Regions from separate parts of the Anser cygnoides genome. Here region 2 is linked to region 1. A link is a contact called in public Hi-C data. All regions are on one chromosome and are shown on one strand. The core of a region is the stretch at or near the end of the contact, and the rest is flanking DNA. Distances in the headings are between cores, read along the strand shown. Region 1 holds the start of KLF15 (KLF transcription factor 15). Region 2 overlaps LOC136791594 (a long non-coding RNA gene).

Region 1 (2,508 bases), core at 6-2,505:
TCCAACTTTTAAGAGTTCCCTGGGTTGTTACGAAGTCCTTCCTGCCAGAAACATGTTGTTCTGCTTAAAATCTGTCCGTCTAATCACCAGCTTAAAGGGAAATAGGGAGAGAAGGCATATTCTGTCTCTGAATAACCTTAAAACGTTAAGTCCTGGGAACTTGCTGCAACATGGGGACCCATTTCCCAGCACAGATAACACAGCAGTACGTGGGTTCAGATATGCTGACAGTCATTTCCCATGTATGTTGCTACAGCTCTTTCTAGTTTAGGACTAATCTGTTTACTGTTTTCCCTTGCTCCCTAGAAGATTTAATATCTGTTCAGGCTGACTCGTGCTCCACGGACAGAGCCATAAACTGGCCAGGGAACCAGGGCCAGCGTTTCTAAGAAATCAAAATGGAAATGCATGGGGGGTAATAAAAAAATAATTTAAAAAAAAAAAAAAAAGGAGCCACGAGCCAGGAAACCCGTTTACTCTCAGCCCTGCTGCAAGGTGGCTGCACTGCTCATCGGACACTAGGGGTGGGGGGCTACATTTAGGGGCCTCCCCCGCTTTTTTTTCAGCGCCACTGCTTCTGGAATGCTGTAAAACCCTTCCCAAAGCCCTGTTTTCTCCCTGTTTTCTGCAAAGTGCCCCCACCTTTAGACCCAAACTTCGGCCTCCACGAGCGGCGCGCACCCCGGGCCGGCACCGAACTCCCCAAACAACGCGCGGTGACAGCGGTCGGGGGGGGGGGGGCCACAATCCTCACCCCGGCACTGCCAGATCTCCAACGCTGCGAAGTTGTTATTATTTTCCCCTATTTTATTGATCCTTTTTCTACTTTTTAGGAGGCTTTGGTAGCTCTCCCCCCCATCCCACCCGGCCCCGATGGCCGGGAGCAGCGCACCCCCCCCGCCGCCCCTTGTGCGCTGCCCAGCCCCAGCCTTGCGGCAGCCCCCCCCCGCTGCCACATCCCACCCCCCCGGTGCAAACCCTCACCTGAACTCCTCCGCAAGCCGAGCCGGGGCAAAAAAAAATCACCAAGAAAAATGCGAAAGCAACGACGACAAGGCGAAGGAGCGCGGTGCAAAAATAGAGTAGAAAACGCAAAAAAAGATACAAAAATAAAAATTAAAAAAACAAAGCCGAGACACCCCCCCCCCGGGAGCGTAGTAGCCCCCAGCCCAGCCCACCCCCCCCGGTGACAGATCCGAGCCCCGGGGTGCGGAGCGGCGGGCGCGGCTCCCCCGGGAGGCGGCAGCGCGGGTGCGGAGCGCGGCGCGGGCCGCGTAGTGCTTTATCCCCGCGGGCCGGGCGGCCGGCGGCGGCGGGGGGGCCGGGGAGAGGCTCGCCCCGCTCCGCCGCCACCATTGGCCCCGCGGCGCCGGGGGCCGGCCCCAGCCCGGCCCCGATGGGAGCCCGGCCCCCGCCGTGCCCGCGGCCGCTGGATGCCCGGGGGGGGGGGGGGGGTAGAAAGGGGGGTGCTGGGGCTGGGGGTGTTCCCCATCGCGCTGCCGGGCGTGGGGGGCTGTAGGCTCGCGTGTAGGGGCTCGGCGGGGTGTGTATGTGCACGGATATGCACCTGTATGTGCACCGCGTCCGTATGTATATGCTGGTCATGTATGGACACGGATATATGCACTGGTTACATACATACACACACATACACGCTGGTTATATGTGTACATATATATACACTCCCTACACATATACATACATATACTGCTTACATATATACAGGTATATACATATATACACATATACATACACTTGCACATATATACACATATACATACACTTACACATATATACACATAAACATATACTCACACTTTCATATACTGCTTACATATATACAGGTATATACATATATACACATATACATACACATATATACACATATACATACACTCACACTTTCATATACTGCTTACATACATACAGGTATATATACACTGGTTATATATGTACATATATACACTCATTACATATATATACACACATACATACACTCATTATATATATACATACATACACACTGGTTACATATATCATAGAATCATAGAATCAGAATATCCTGAGTTGGAAGGGACCAACAAGGATCACCAAGTCCAACACAGGACCACCCAAAAATCAGACCATATGTCTGAGAGTGTATATAGATGTATATATACACTGTATACATATATATGTGTATATATATACTTATTATATATATACATATATATACTCGTTACATATATACGCGGATATATACACTCGTTATATATATACATGTATATATACCCTGATTATATATACACACATGTATATACCAGTTATACATATATATATACACACACACACTGGTTAAATACACTAGTATGTATGTATGTATATATGTATAAACAAACTAGTGTATATATATATGTATATACAGGTACATGTGCATTAATTATATATACACAAATTATACATAAATTTACAATTTTAAAGCTTTATATATGCAAATATAGCACTATTCATGCAATGTCGTGGCGATCA
Region 2 (2,508 bases), core at 4-2,503, 43 kb before region 1:
GTTACACTGCATATACAACATTATTTACTGCATTAAAAGATATGAAGAGCTTTGACCTACTCTTACACCTGCTCCTTCAGATTCAGTTGCAGGATTGTCTTAACTCTTCCTTGCATGCATGTGGAAGGTCACTGAAATCAGACCCGTGGAGGTATCAGTAAACTGCAATATTTTGCTCTTGCTGAAAGGTCACCCACATTGGCAGTTCCACAGTGGGCAAAACATAACAACTGTCATAGCGTGGCATATTCCTATCGTTTTTATGGTGATCCTAGTAAAAACACTCACAAGGCTTCTCCTGGTCATAGCTGTCATTGACAAGGATTTCCTCTTGCAACATAGTGCTGTTCAGTTAAATGATAATTCTGCTAAGGAACAGTGTCTATATAGCAGTAATACATGTGACTTGATCCTGCAGAAGGTCAGCATTTAAAAAGAAGTAAAAATGTCTCAGATGCTTTTGTGGTGATTTCACAATAGTGAGAAATGAAATTAGATTAGATGAGATTGGATTCGATTAGATTATTTTTTGTTCTGGACCATATGCCAGGGGATTTCTGAGCACTTGAAATCCCATCATGAAGCCATTCTGCCAAATGCAAAAGCTGGAGTAAAATTTCCTAGAGCTTTTATGTTGTTTTCTTCAACTCCCACGTGCAAATTGTGTTGATTCTTCCCCTTTCTCTCGTTCCTCTGAATTGGCTTAAAAGAATGTTTTGGGAAAGTCCTGCTAAACTCTGATCAGGCTCATTGTGATAGGGACTGCCTGTACATTACCTTCACAAAGACCTTGGGCTTCTCTGCTCTGCCATAATCCAACCAACATCACTGAAAACTCAGCAGACTCTTCCTGACTTTATGTCATGGCCAGCTGTTGAAGTGTCCCCATTAATACCAGAGATGCTTCATTAGTTTGCTGTGGGAATCAGATCCAATTAAACGCAGCACTTTCATGTTGCAGTCACCAGCCCACAGCTAGTGGGCTAGCAGAAGAGGTGAGCATTTCAGAGAGCAGCTGAAATGCTGAGCAAGGGGAACTGGATCCTCTCATCCAGCACAGAGCAGGTAAAGCCATGGTTGTCCAAGATGAGGAGGAATGCTTTGAAGCAGCAGTGTAGATCTGGGAGCTGTTTCACAGCAAATATCTTCGCTTCAGTGTTGCTCATTAATCAAGTATTTCCATTCCTAGTGGAACTCACTTCTTGGTTTTTAGCTTACAGATGTTGTTCAGAATGGTTCAGTTCTTCCCTTCCCCTGTACAATTGCTCAACGTGGTCACAATTTTGAGACAAACTACATTAGTCAAGGGCAGAACTTGGACTGCAGTGCCAGAATTTTGCATTTGCAACATTTCTGTAAGCAGATTTCTTTGTTTCAACCCTCAGGTCAGACATCTAGCTGATATATATAGAAATTACTTTCCATGGACCCAACTAAAATGAAGCTGAGTGTCCAGTGAGAGAATTATTGTTTGCAATTGATTGCACTCAGAGTTGCAACACAGGGGAGAGTGATTTTTTTTTTTTTTTTTTTTTTTTTTTTTGCTTTTTTGCTCTTTTTTCCCCTTGTCGTCTTTGGAAATTTCACAACCTTCAGTTAGCCAGACTGAGTCTGAGATGAGGATCTTGCAACACTCTTTTATCAATGCCACTGAAAAACAAATCCATATAGCGTCATAACTTTCATTGATCCACCAGGTTGGATCCAAGCTGATAGCAGCTCTGATGAGATCTCAGGAAAATGAGAGCCAGGCTTGTTGATTCAAACCGGCTGGAATTGCAGCCTGGCAGCCCACTGGTCAGCAAACAGACTGCACCCAACAGAGTTTGTCAGTGCAAACTCTGACATAGCAGTCAGTCAGGTTATCTTCTGGGATAGGGCTTCTCTGGTCCAGGACTTTCTCTTCACAGTCTCACCTCTGTGAGTAACCAAGAGCCCAGTGGTGAGACAACTTGATTGATAAAAGGGACTTGAACTCAGGGAACAATTACCTGCTGTTGTTTCATGGGCAAAGGAACACATTCAAAAGTGCAACATACAACAGCATACTATGACATACATTTAAAATAAACACAAATATATCTCACGCTGAGCCTCATGGAGCCACGAAACTGATTGCTGCAGGACATTATGTAGGCCAAAGGCATGAGTGTGTTCAAACAGAGGATCAGCCCATGGGTGATCTCTGGCATTAACCTGAAGTAACTTGTGGCTTAGAAGGTCCCTAATTTGCTGCTGGCTGTAGCTGGAAGTACAGGCTTTAGCCATACCCATTTCTTCTCTGCCTGCAAATAATCACCACTGACCACTATCAGCAAGAGGAACTAAGGCCCTGATCTCAGGCCGTATGGTGAATTTTAAGTTGCAGTCTAGACTTCAGCCAGTGAATCAGGATTTACTGAAATTCCTGAGCTTCCACATCAGGTGCTGTAGGTATTTACCATGCTACGGCTATGATTTTTCTTTTCAGAACATAGCAGCACATTCCAGATTTTACAGCCACCTGCG

What was found. A called contact is a pair of places that touch in the nucleus more often than the background predicts.
Region 2: a Hi-C map of liver shows a contact between it and region 1, with 3 times the contacts expected there. The contact joins the enhancer-like site here to the promoter of KLF15 in region 1. A contact is called at or near these places in 2 of 7 Hi-C or Micro-C datasets (both in liver).

The regions. Positions count from the first base shown.
Region 1 is chr10:12,902,960-12,905,467 of Taihu_goose_T2T_genome, reverse strand. KLF15 (KLF transcription factor 15) reads right to left here and starts at 1,255. Exons shown (of 3, transcript XM_067003006.1): 1 at 985-1,255. LOC106045067 (a long non-coding RNA gene) reads right to left here. Exons shown (of 7, transcript XR_007165883.2): 7 at 2,442-2,508.
Region 2 is chr10:12,945,591-12,948,098 of Taihu_goose_T2T_genome, reverse strand. The region is part of intron 2 of LOC136791594 (a long non-coding RNA gene); the gene reads right to left. Among named protein-coding and RNA genes, the nearest start is that of KLF15, 43 kb to the right of the region's middle. Within about 2 kb of position 1,253, at least 2 of the 3 cell types and tissues checked have open chromatin away from gene starts, as enhancers often do. A contact at or near this core is called in liver, where this site is marked.